Linked DNA regions of Gossypium hirsutum: region 1 is linked to region 2. The links are chromatin contacts, called in public Hi-C maps. All regions are on one chromosome and are shown on one strand. The core of a region is the stretch at or near the end of the contact, and the rest is flanking DNA. Distances in the headings are between cores, read along the strand shown. Region 1 holds the start of LOC107892830 (pentatricopeptide repeat-containing protein At3g04760, chloroplastic). Region 2 holds the start of LOC107892668 (peroxisome biogenesis protein 12).

Evidence for each region. Hi-C and Micro-C count contacts between places; a contact is called where the count stands out from the background.
Region 1: a Hi-C map of leaf shows a contact between it and region 2, with 1.7 times the contacts expected there. The contact joins the promoter of LOC107892830 here to the promoter of LOC107892668 in region 2. A contact is called at or near these places in 3 of 34 Hi-C or Micro-C datasets (all in leaf).

What each region holds. Positions count from the first base shown.
Region 1 is chrA11:106,745,675-106,752,332 of Gossypium_hirsutum_v2.1, reverse strand. LOC107892830 (pentatricopeptide repeat-containing protein At3g04760, chloroplastic) reads right to left here and starts at 4,488. Exons shown (of 1, transcript XM_016817874.2): 1 at 2,289-4,488. The coding sequence starts at 4,101. The coding sequence ends at 2,335. It also overlaps the pseudogene LOC107892820.
Region 2 is chrA11:106,499,177-106,506,381 of Gossypium_hirsutum_v2.1, reverse strand. LOC107892668 (peroxisome biogenesis protein 12) reads right to left here and starts at 1,802. Exons shown (of 10, transcript XM_016817732.2): 1 at 1,037-1,802; 2 at 532-637. The coding sequence starts at 1,144. It overlaps LOC107892633 (protein PHR1-LIKE 1), which reads right to left and starts at 6,006. Exons shown (of 8, transcript XM_016817708.2): 1 at 5,814-6,006; 2 at 4,078-4,684; 3 at 3,530-3,722; 4 at 3,369-3,445; 5 at 3,240-3,279; 6 at 3,086-3,143; 7 at 2,796-2,865; 8 at 1,886-2,450. The coding sequence starts at 4,542. The coding sequence ends at 2,097.

The DNA.
Region 1 (6,658 bases), core at 3,239-5,738, 240 kb before region 2:
TGTAGCTCTCTGACATTTCCAATGGTACATGTAACTACATCTCGTATACCTTGTTTAATCAAATGTTGTCGTAAAAGCCGCTCTTACTTGCTGTGGAAGGTAGATAACCGTTCGGAAAGAGAGGCGGTGTCTTTATGGTGCAGAGGACTACAGAGAAGTGTTTGTATTGACCGAGATGAATTTGATCAAGATGAATGGAGGAGGAGTTCAGAAGATGGTAAGATGTTAATTAATGGAAAATTCGAAGAGAAAATGGTTCCAAAAAAGATTCGGGATTCTTTGATGACAGCTTTAGATGGACCTTTTGTTAGAAACGATGAGGAAACCAACAACAATGTTCTTCAAAAGCTCTGCAGAAATGGAAAACTGAAAAGTGCGTTACGGTTGATAGAAGTTATGGCATGTAAGAATCAAATTCCTCATTTCCCTTCTTGCATAAACTTAATAAGGGGATTTCTAAAACTGGATGAACTTGATAAAGCTGCCAAAATTCTTCAAGTTATGATAATGTCTGGTGGGGTTCCTGACAATATTACGTATAACATGATGGTTCGCGATCTTTGTAAGAGAGGATGGATAAGATCTGCTATTGACCTTCTGGAAGACATGAGCTTGAGTGGTTGCCCTCCGGATGTGACAACATACAATACGATAATCCGCTGCATGTTCGACAAAGGGAATTTTGATCAGGCTGTTGGGTTCTGGAAGAATCAACTGAGAAAGGGATGCCCGCCATACCTAATTACATATACCATTCTCGTTGAGCTAGTCTGCAAGCACTGTGGAACTTTGCAAGCAATGGAAGTATTACATGATATGGCCATTGAAGGCTGTTATCCGGACATTGTTACCTACAATTCGCTGGTTAGTTTTAATTGTAAGCAGGGGAAATACGAGGATGCTGCTTTGGTCATATATAATATTTTATCTCAAGGCATGGAGCCTAATGTTATAACATATAATACCCTTATCCATTCTCTTTGTAATCATGGGAGTTGGACGAAGTCGATGAGATACTTGCTATCATGAAGGAAACTTCTCATCCTCCAACTGTCTTTACTTACAATATATTGATCAATGGTTTGTGTAAATATGGACTTTTGGATCGAGCCATCAACTTGTTTAATCAAATGTTGTCTCAAAATTGCTCTCCGAACATCGTTACCTATAATATTCTTCTTGGAGCTCTTTCGAAAGAAGGAATGGTAGAGGAGGCTCTTCAGTTATTTCAATTTTTAAGGAGCAGCTGCTCCTCTGGTTTGGTAACTTATAACACTCTGATAGATGGCTTGGCTAGAAATGGTGATATTGAGAAAGCAATGGGATTATATGATCAGATGTTAGGAGATGGGATCAATCCTGATGACATAACTCATCGATGTTTAGTACGAGGATTTTGCCGTGCAGATCAAGTTGAAGGAGCAGTAGAGATACTAAAGGTGATGGCGGAGAGGAAACACGCAGTTGGAAATAGTGGTTATAAAATGGTGATCCATAGGCTATGTAAAAATGAGAAGATAGATTTGGCAATACAAGTTCTAGAAATGATGGTCTTAAGTCAGAATAAACCAGAAGAGACAACTTATTTGACAATAATCAAAGGTATAGCTGATGCCGGAATGAAACAAGAAGCTACCAAGTTGTATCAAAGTTGATGGCATGGAGGGTTTTCAGAGAAAGGGCAGTGTAGGGTTAAAGATTTTGTGAACTTGATAGCCAATATTTTGAGGTGAGAGCTTTTCCAATGCACTTCTGTTTGAACTTACTTTCATTTAATAGCTTAAAGCTCAGTAATCTCTTTTTAGCTTGTGGTTAATGTGGTAGGCTATTTACACCAATGAATTAGTACAATTACAATAATTTCTCTTTACTGGCTTTTGAGCTTTTGCTTCATCTTTTTTTACTTAGTTTTCTACTTGAAGTTGAACATAAATAAACAGTTTAGTTAGTTTGCTGATTATTAACTACTATAATACTTTGATAGATTTTCTACTTGATATTGTTCTATACCATTGTGCTGCAGATAGGTTTGTAGCTTATTGTACTCGGGGCTTTGCCTATTGGTTCGGTCCCAGTATTTTGCAATCTCTTCTCTTATTTTCATGCCGGAGTCTCACTTAAAGAGCACAGAGAAGCCTCTCTCTAATAACCTAGGCTGTTCATATTTAGTTAAAATAGTCTTTGCTAAAAGTGATCTTTTCTCCTGGTTACCTAACTGAGCCACTGGCCTTGCTTGGTGTTCTTGCAAAGGTTCAGTAAAACACATTTCTAACAGGAAAATAATGATATAATAAAAAAGCTTCCATGAAATAAGTATGACAAGGTTAAAGGGGTTTACTTATCAGAATCAGAAAGAGCAAACTCCTTGTAAACATCAAGCAAAGGAAAAGTTTTGGTCAAACGTTTGAATGAATCTTCAGAAATAGCTTTCATTCTGAAGAGAGCATTGGCCAACTCCATAGCTTGAGAACGCCATCCGGCAAAACCAATCCCTTCGGTCAACAATACGTAAGTTGTTTCGTTTGGCTGACATCCCTTCTCTACCATTGCCGCCAACACTTCAATGGCATCGTCGATTCGATGTACTTTGCATAAACCGAGAAGAACGATATTGTAACTGATAACCGTTGGTTGAATCTTACTTCTTCCCATGTCTATCAGCAATTCAATAGCTTCATCTACGATCCCATCTCTGCACAAACATGAGATGAGTGAATTGTAAGTAATCTCATCAGGACCTATTCTTTTATTTAGCATCTCCAATATCATTTCCAAGGCCTTGAATTTATCCCCTGTGCTCCACAGTGCAGTGAACATTGTGTTGTAAGAACTCACATTTGGAGGACATCCTACTTCACTTAGCTTCTCAAAGATTTCCAAAGCCTGATCAGCTTTTCCATTCTTACAAAGGGTAGATAAGATTGTGTTGTAGTTTACAATATCTGGTAAGCAACCATCAGAGATCATATAATCTAGAAACTCAATTGCCAAATCTAATCTCCTTTCTTTGCAGAATGCAGAAATCAATGGATCATAACTGTAAGCATCAGGGGTCAAACCCCTTTCTTTCATCATCTTCAATACATTTACTGCTTCCTCGACCTTCCCTTCGCGACAAAGACAACTGATCAAAATGCTGTAAGTAACAACATTTGGTTCACAACCTCTAGAAACCATTTCTGTCACTAGTTTCTCACCTTCAACCCACTTCCCCTGGTTCAAAAGTGCTCTTAACAAAATGTTGTAAGAAATAACATCTGGCTGACAACCCCTAGCATTTAAGCCCCTAACAAACTCAAAAGCTCTGCCTACCATACCATCTTTGCACATTCCTCTTATAATTGCATTGTAAGTGAACATATCAGGTCTAAGTCCATTGGCTAACATTTCATCCAAAAGTTTCATAGCTTCATTGATACCGCCTTGAAGAATAGTTGCCTCAATCAGAATTGTATAAGTGATAACAGAAGGCTTACAATTATCTTTCAACAGCTGGTTCAAAACCTTATAAGCTGAATCAAGTTTCCCTCTACTACATAAACTACCAATCATGATATTGTATGTAACAACATCAGGTGAAAACCCTCTACTTCTCATTCTATCAAGTACTTTGTTAGCAAAATCGAGACGGTTCATCTTACAAAACCCACTGATCAATGCATTATAAGCAAAAACATCAGGTTCCCCATATTTTTCCAAGATCTCCATCACCCTAATAGCTTTCTCAACATTCCTTCCATTGAAAAACCCTTTAATCATCTTTGTACAAAGAACAACATCAGGCTTGTAACCTTTCCCAACCATGCATTCCAGAAAGTAAAATGCTTCATGATACTTGCCTGACTTGCAGGACCTATTGAGCAATTTCATCAAATGGGATTCTTTAAAATCAAAAGATGAGAGATGGGTTGGTCTTGTTTCAGCTGAAACCCTGACCTTTTGATTGTTCCTAGACTTCCTAATACTGTCTTTAGTACCCTCATGGCTCAAGCAACTCACCAAAGAAGTGTGATGTGAAGATGAATTTGAAACTGGTTTTAGTTGTTGTGGATGAAAGGGTAGGCCATGAGGAATCAACTCAGTTGAAAACAGTACTGTCATTGATAAATTAAAGGCTTTTTTTTATAGTCTGGTGTTTAATGTTCAAGGAAGATCATTTTGCTATATAAAAAAGAAAAAGGCCGAAGGAAGGAAGTGAGTGTACCTGTAAAAGTGAAAGGAAAAAGGTGATAAAGCTGAAAATTTGGGGTGTTCGAATTGGGTGGCCGAGTGGCTTGATGGTGTTCAACGCTTGTCCATTATGTCACACAGATTTTCAATTGGATTTCGTGATATAGCTTAAGGATAGGGAATCTGTCTTGGCTATCGGGTTGGATTCGGGTGCTGTTTGACCCGGGAAGCCCACTGTCCATTTTGCATTTACTCCCAATAAATGGACCCGATATTTCCATTTTCAACTTTTCCCCATAAATCGTGGGCTGGAAGTTGGTTCAATCTCCTATTAACTATTACAAATTTACAATTAATATGTAATACTTTGATTTTTGAAAATAAAATGTCGAAATTAAAATTAAAAAACACTTTACAAATAGGTTTACAATAATTTAATGCGTCCTTATAATATATTAAAGTATTAAAAAAAATACTTAACAACATTTTCTATTTGCTTATAGAATTATTTATTTATTTATTTACCATGAACAAAATAATTATTTTACTTATAAATTCAAATTAAATTATATCAATTTAATTAATCTATTTTTTTAAATTTAAAAATGGTGTTTTAATTTTAAAAAATTCCTATAATTTAGAAATTAAAATATTTGTTTTATATTATACAAACTAATTTAGATGTTTGATAAAGTGTGTGCAAAATTTTTAATATAGAATTTTTTAAGCGTTGAATTTACATTATAAAACTAGTTGTTATGTTTATAAAAATCAAATACACAAAATAATTAAGAATAATATTTGATACATTGGCAATGGAGTTTTTAGACTCTACAAGCTGAGTTAGTGAATTGACAAGTGCCCTATAAAGAATATAGTAAAATATTAAAATTTTCTAGAAAACACAAATTTTAAAGTTACACCAAATACTAACCCAAATAATTATGTTACTTGATAATAATATTTTTTTTAAAAATTACTTCATAATTTTAATTTTTTTTTGGTGAAAGAAAGAAAGGAATATACAAAGTAAATAAACTAGACCCTCAAAGGAGAATCCTAAAACAGTCTTAAGCCTAATCTCCTAGTGTTACGACTAACGTGATCTAGTCCCGTGACACTAGTACGAACTGTTTTGGCTAAACTATAAGAAATTAAGTTATCCTCTCTGGGAATATGTTGAATTTCTCACTACTTCACTATTTTCAAAGTCTGATGAATTCTCCTGACTATGGCAAAATTAGAGTTCCCCGAAGTATATTCCATAATCGCATTAAGAGCTTCAAGACTATCTGTTTTGATTAGGATCTTCTCGAAGCGTCTATCCAAAATAAAGTTTAACCCGTCCAAGATCCCCCAAAGCTTTGCCTCTAACACTGTACAATTACCCAAATATCTAGCAAACCCAATGATCCGCTCACTATTATGAGTCCTCACACAACCTCCATCAACGGCAAATCCCTCGTCAATCCTTATCGACCCATCAGAATTCAAACATTCCCAACCATTAGTTGTAGGCCAATTAGGAATACAACTTTGTGATTCATGAAATGAGATCATTAAAATTGAGGAATACTGCCTTGGAAAACAAATAAGTTTCGATTTTTAATTTATTAATATAACAATTGATGTTAATTTAGAAAATGAATTTAATTGCTTTTAACATTAAGTGATTGATAAATAGGGTATTTTACTAAAAAAGGCCCATTTCCAACATTATTTACGGAAATGGGCTACTTAAAATATTATTTACTAGAATGGTCCAAAAAACACAAAACACGCCTACATGAAAGCATTTTAAGGGGAAATTTCAAAAAAGCGCCTTCTCGTGGAAGCGCTTTTGCCATGTCAGCAAAAGCACGCTGACGTGGAAGCACTTTTGACATGGCAAAAGCGCGCTTACGTAGGCGCATTTTAGCTCGTGTTTTTGCCCCAGTGGTCAACATAAAAATTTTACCGCTGGGGCCAACGATTATGAAAAAAATTATAAACCCTCACCCATTTTTTTCACACAAAATTTCCTCCAAATTACATTTCTTCCAAATTTCTCTCTAATTTTCTCAAAAAAGCTCTAAAAGCTCTCTAAGTTTTTAATTTTTGTCTAAATTAGTATTATTTTTTTATAATTTCTAAGAAATTTGATCGTGTTAGCAATGGCCGGACAATTAATTTGTCTCGATGATAAATATATCTCCATCGACCAAATAAAAATGGTAAGGGTTAATTTTAATTTTTTAATATTATTTAGTTTTTTTCATTTATGTGATTTAATTAATATTTTTTTATAATAGTTGGTAGATTGGGTGTTACAATGTTATATTAGTAATATGTCTGATCCTCCATCACTGTTGATAGAAAATTACTTGAGGGAAGCGAGTTTTTGGCACATGACCGATATAGGCCAGGGGTGCAAGTTGGACCCGAAACACATCAGCGCGTTCGAAGAGAGGTGGAGACCTGAGACGCACACATTTCATCTTCCATGCGG
Region 2 (7,205 bases), core at 553-3,052:
ATCATGGAGTTCAGTCATGCCTTGAAATTTAAGAAGCTTTCCATATCACATTAGAGCAACCAGAATGAAATACATTATCACAAGATCCTAATACATGGCTCAGACTTCGCTTATTTCTCCTACACCCTACAACCTTAACACTCACATCTTCATAAGGGAACAAATTTCAAAGGGTGAATGGACGAACAATCATATATAACACATCAGACATTTTTGAAGACTGTTTCTATCATAGATTACAACATATATCAAACAGAAGCAACAAAAACAAATCCACAGTTCACAGAGACACAAAATGGAAAACTGATTATTATTCTATATGTACAATGAAAGCATGGTAGTGAAATCAGAATGAGCATTAAAGTTTAAAAAAAGAAAAAATGTAATTCGGAAGAAACCTAAAACTAGGATACATAAAGCACTGTCTAGAATGCGAAAATAGGAAGATTCAAATACACGCTGAGCAAAAAATACCTAAAAAAGAAATTCAAGTTATAAAGAAACTAAAAGAAAATGAAAGCAGAAGGAAACCTGTATTTCGAAGACTATGAGTCTCAAGAACCAACATCAGCAAAGCAAAGAATTCATCTTCATAATCTAACACCTTATGAAGGAACGGCCTTCTCAATGCCAATACCTATAAATTCACAAATAAACCTCAAAGTACTTAACCTTCGATTATAATAACAATAATTGCAGCCAAAAAAAATTGTAATTAATGCAACAATCTGAAAATAGAAATTGTAATAAATATAAAAATGCCACTAAACAATAAGAAAAGAAGCTAATTTGGAACAAACTGAAACTTGTTTCCCAAGTACATAATTTAAACAATCAATTTATTTCATTCTAAAAGTTTCAGAGAGAAGAATATACATAAAAACCAAGATTTGACCCTCTAGGCAAAATTTATAGAAAAACTGAACAATTTTGAGAAATAAATAAGGAAAACTACAATGGGTATTCCATAAATACATAAAAAAAGTGCTTTTTTAATAATAAAAAAAAAGGCAAAGAGAGACAGATAGAGGGTGACCCCAATTGAGTAAGTAAGGGCTCCACGGAGACTAGCCGGGAGTTGCTGAGCAGCAGCCATTTCAAAGAAGGTGGGACGAGCCCCTTGTCCTCCCACTTGAAACAACATCTTCTTGTTCCGCCGCTTCGTTCTCTTCTCCTGAAACTTTCCAGCTTCGGCTATCTTGATTTCGGGTTCGACCAGGTTTATTTTTTTTATTTTCCAATTTGGTTTCTAGAATATTAATTTAGTTTCTTTTTCTTTTTGTTTCAGTTGTCTTCAGATGACAGGGTTTTCGATTTTCAAGGGTCTTTGGTTCAGCACGTTAGGATGACAACAATTTTACATTTTAGTATGGGTTAACTACATTAGACGTCCTCAACTATGACCTGAATTTTAAATTAGTCCAAAACTTTAAAATGTTCTAATTGCAGACTCAAGGTATCAAATATCAAATTAATTTAGATCATTCTCTCAGCATATCCATTAACTTGGGTATTAAATACCAGGTTAATTAAAATATTTTGAAGTTTAAGGACAAATTTAAAATCTGGTGATAGTTTAGGGACGTTTGATAACATTAACCCTTTAATTATTAGATTAATTTGGGTATTTCTTCGTCATAATTTTAATTTTACATTTAGGTTTCACAATGATGACATTATTATTCTTTTTCTTTTTTGGGTTTCCTTGTTTATTTTTTAAAAAAAATCGAAGATAAAAACAGTTTGGTGCTCAGCATTTTCTGCAATTACATTTTTGTTCATATGAAAAGAAACCAGTTGTGAAAGGCAAATTGCTCGTAAGATTTTATTACCAAATGTCATTTATCTGCTTCCACCTATTAGACCTTTTTATGATCATGACATATAGCTTATAATTCTTTCAAAATGAAAGAATATATTGCATGTGGTCAAATGTTAGAGAAATACACATAAAGAAGAATGTATGATGTAATGTTTCAACAACTCCTGCTTTCTATCAGCAGATTTATCTATATTAACAACATCATCTCCAGGAGCAGAGATATGTTGTCTACAAAAGATTATTTATCAGATGTTAAAAAGTCTTAAGTATCCTGCTATTTCTCTGTTCTTGCACGTTTTGAGACTGAGAAACCGGACTCATCATGGACAGTCGATTCTGTTTCTGGCATCTTCTGCTTCGTGCTTACACCTGAGGAGCTTTTGTCCTCGTTAGTGCCAGCATTTCCTGGACCAATCCCGGTTCTTGAGTGATCTTGCTCCAAAGCTTCTGAATCTGATTTACCGTTGTTGCAAGGTGGATGCTTTGAGCCTGGTAATGGTGCAAGAAGGTCATCCGAGGCAGAAGAGGGAGCCCCACCTTTTTCGTCCTCCACCTTTTTTTGTTTCTCAAACATCATTTGCAGATACCTCCCTTGTTCTTCGATTCGTAGCTGCAAATTTCTCTGAATCTGGAGAAAAAAATGTCACCGGCATTAGAAAATATATGTGCATCTATATAGCACATACATCCATGCTTTTAACGATGCATGGGGTGCAAACTATCTGCAGCAACTCGATAAAAAAGGGTTCAACATGACTTTTTTTGGAAAATTAAAAATAGGGTATGCTGGGAAAATTAGAATTCCACATAACAATGTTAAAGTAGCTAATTATAAAAAGCTCCGAGACCCTAACGTGGTGAAATCTTGGAAAAGAAGTTATTATAATATAAGTAAAAAGCCATAGCCGTGCTTTGAGTTAACCTGCATAGTTTGTGACCGAAACAAATAAATGCTTAGTTACCAGTAGCATACCTCAAGTTGTTCATGGAGCTGCTTCTGAACTTCCACCTGCAATCGCAGTGCTTCAGTAATTCCTATACTCCTGTGACGAGAAATTACAAGGCCAGAATCATACAGATATACTCAAACTTTCTTACAGGAAAGTGAGGTTAGTGCCAAAGCTCACTATGCTAAAACTACACATTCTGATAAATTTGCAGATCATAGCTCGAAGCTCAAGACAGAGATAATTGAGACTTCAATAGAATTTAAAAATGGTAGATAAACTTTACTTCAAGATACAAGGAAAGAAGATTACTTACGTCTTCAAGTCTATCGATTTCATTTCCTCGATTGAAGTGATTCTTTTCTCTGATGTTCCTGCAATGAGAAGCAAATTATACATCTTAACGAAAAATCAAAATGATATTATGAAAATACAGTGAAATGTTGTTGAAAGTATTATAGCTGTCTTACCTTCTGATGTTTCTGGCATATATCTGGCAGTTCTATATTTCTGGATTCCGAACAGGAAAATGTTCCAGTAAACTTATAAGATTGTTTGAGAAAGTAAAAAGGATCCATAAAACGAGATTACAAACAGACCTGCAGATGACTTTTAACATGATAGATTGTTAGGCCTTCAACATTCATTAGTTTTAAGATGCCTTTCGGAGTAGCTCCTGTAAGTTTAAATTACTCGATGAAATTAGCAAATGATGTAAACAGATAATTTGCCTACATGCTAATGAGATGAAAATACACACGTTCGCTGCCACCCAGCTGATTAACAGCTTCCAAAAAGGCCTCATGAAGCTCAGGTGTCCAACGCATACGAGGCTTTGTAGGAGGAGCAGTAGAAGATGGGTAAGCATGGCTAGAAAATTCTCCATGTGGCACAAGTTGATTCTGATGAAACTGAGGCTGTTGCTTTGAGATATCTCCAGAAGGTTTTGGCAGCTGATACATTTTTTAGTTTTCTCATTAACCAAAAGATAGGAAAAACTAGAAAAAGTACATCGATAAGGTAGATAGATCATATCATCTAAGTAAGCCAAAGGCTAAGGTAATGGGGTTTTCAGCCATGAACAAGTCTTGGCCTTGGTAGTTAATTCCGAAATAGTAAAAAAAAATAAAAAAATCCATTAGTTGACATTATAGCAGCAGTGGCGAAATTGTATCACCTCAAGAATCACAAAGCTAGTATATTACAAGGAATAAACTGAAGCTATGTGAAAGAAATTAAAGAATGAAAATCAAAAGCCGCTTGAGACATTTCTGCACCTACTGCTTCTAATAGAATCTAGGAACATACCTCCACTCTGGGGTTTAAGACATTGGTATTATCAAGAATCTTACTCCAGTCTGGATCCACAACATTGATCAAATCATCCGCCCATTCCTGCCAATTAGTTTTCTTGTTGTGATCCTCGGATGCCAAAACACTGGTGCTGCTTTCCACCAGTTGATTTGGAGCTGGAGTATTTTCAGGCAAATCGAGAAACATTTGAAGCCGGTCTAAACTCCAAGAAACATCCTTATTTCCTTGTGTGTGAATAAGTGAAGCTGTAGACTGTGAAAAAGAAGCATCTAGTGGCAGCAAAGATGCTAAATCCCTTGATGACTGGGAAATGAATGCGGGATTGTGAGAATGTTGAACATGTGGTAGAGCTGAGGCACACATATGGTCGGTGACTATGGAAGGGGACAAAGACGAATTCCCAAGGGTACCATTGCTGGGAGCTAACGAAGATTCTTGAAGCGATACAGAATTCTCCATCACTTCCCTTCCTGAGGAAACCTGAAAAGAACTCGGCGAAGTAGAATACTTGTCTTTAAAAGAAGAGCCAGAAAAGATGAAGGCATAGCAGCAAGACCTAAGTTCCTGATTCCCAGCTGTTTTATATCTAAATATCAACAACCTGAATAAGAAAAGCAAGATGCCTGTTAATACCAGACATCGAGAAACTCAACAATCTTTGCTTCAGCGGCTCTAACATATTTTACACATTTATTCATCAAACAAATCATTGCTATACTCTTAGTTTAGTGCAGACAAGTTTTCGCTTTGATAACATAGACAGCCAAACAAATAAATGACTAAAATATCTCTAGAAACAATACATATAAAGCTGACATGATGATTACAAAACAATTTCTATTACATAGAAAATTACCGGGAAAAAGCACATTGCGAGCATCACGGTAATTTCACTTCACTTGGGTTTGGTTCCCGTCCATTTTTCAATACAATTCTAGTCACTATTGACAAGTACGACCTTCTCTATTCATGGATGAATCCTACACATATGAACAGTGATGTTGAATGTGTTGGAAAGAGATAAAAAAAAAACTAGGATACCAACACCACAACAGCACAGCCTAAATCAAAACCATAACATCAATTTTCCTTATAAAGATGAATTTTTATAGTATTTGCAACTGGCCTATCAATTCAGTACCAATAAGTCAAAGACACAAAAGGAAACCATAAGGGGGCAAGAAATACACTCATTTTACTTTTGTCGTATAAGCAAAGAATCAACAAGAACAACTTGAGTGATTTTTCACCAAAAGCTCCCAACATGTTGACCAACAAGTTGATATATCTAAAAAGGGAAGAAAATCGCCATAATAAAAAAGACAATTTATTTACAGCCAAATAAAGCACGAATATCAGATTAGTCACCACTCACCAGCATAATCATTAGCTGTCTCCAAAGTTAACAAGAAAGTAAACTACATGCACACACATACAAAAAGTGTACCTATTCCAGTTTCAATCAATAAATTTATAGACAAAAACTTGAAAATCAATCCATGAAGCAAACAGTCAATAACACAAAATAAACCAACAAAAATCAGCAAATAAACCTGGTTACTAAGCAAAAACAGAAACAATCCATTTTATAAGAAGCTAAGAAAAATCAAAATTCAGACAAGGAACACTTTTAAGAATTGGGTATTGAAGGTTAATCTTAGTTGAGGTCAACATATAAAAGTAGATTTAAGAAAATGAAAAGAAGAAGAAGAAATATTAAAGAATCTTACTTGGAAACGGTGTGAAAACAAGGGTGAATGAATCAGTGGGAAGTCGATGATTGGATAGAAAGGGCTGATGTTTTGGAGACCCAAAAAATGGAATTACCAAAACAAGGAAAGGGAAGAGCAGCATAGGAATGAAATATTCTTTTTTGATTAACACACGTGGTGGCTTTGGTTTTGTTTCTTCTCGGTTTCAACATGGTCACGAATTTTATTGCCAGTAGGAAAAAAAAAATGTACTTCATCTTTTTTTTGGGGGGGGGGAAGCACCTTTTTCGTCCCTTACTTTTTCACATTTTACAAATGACACCCTACAATTCTATTGACAAGTCAAATTAACAATGGAATTTCATTCCCCTTGCAATTTTAACTACTTAGAAATATATTTCTTTCTGAATGTTACACGCGAAACTATTATTGTGAGCTTTATAACAAGGGTATCAAATTTCATTATGTTTTATTTCAAAGAATAGTAAATCGAAGGGGGTTTAATCATAATTTATCATTTTGGTTTGTTGGCGTGTGTTGTTATGAGAGGCTGAGGACATAAATTAGTGGTTTTTTTTTTTTAATGGATGCAAATCCACTTAAGATAAGATTTGTCGATTAGTTTATTTTGGAATTTGGTCAAATTAAAGGTACCGATTGCCAAAGAAGTTCTGTTTAACTTGTGGAGATGAAAATTCTTGGAATCTGGATTTTCTAAAACAATTATATGAAAATGATAAATTATATATTTGTATTTAAACAATTAAAACGTGGTGCAATGAATTGGAGGTGTGCATGGGCCGGGTTATTCAGGCCGGCCTGAAGATTCGTTTGAAATGTGGGAGAGTAGAGACAAAAATATAAGCTTGAAAATGGACTTGGACAAAAAACAACGCCCGTTTTAAAAATGAACCGGGCCTTAGGTAAGGTATTTTTAGCCTGGGCCTGGCCCAGCCCGAATTCACTAAAGGATAAAAAATCTGTATTTTTATGTTTATTTTTAAATGTTATTTTCTTGTTGTTTTCTCCCTATTTTACTACCATTTTACTATTATATTATTACTATTTTGTTGTTGTTGTTTGGATATTGTATAAAACTTATTTTCTTATTAATTTTGTTATTATTTTAAAGACATTTGTTAATTTTTTATTATTTTGGATGCATTTATTTTCAATTTAGTGAGAAATATTTATTTTGATGTTTTTAGTATTTTTGATGTATTATATATATTTAAAAATAATAAAAAATTAATACGGGCAGGCCGAGTCAGACCGGGTTTTAGTATTTTGTCCGAGTCGGGCTTGGGCAAAATTTTAGACCATTTTTTGGGCCCAGCTCAGCCCAAGACTAATAAATAGTATAATTTTTTTAGTTGAGCCCAGCCCAAACCCATCACGGCCCGTTTAGTC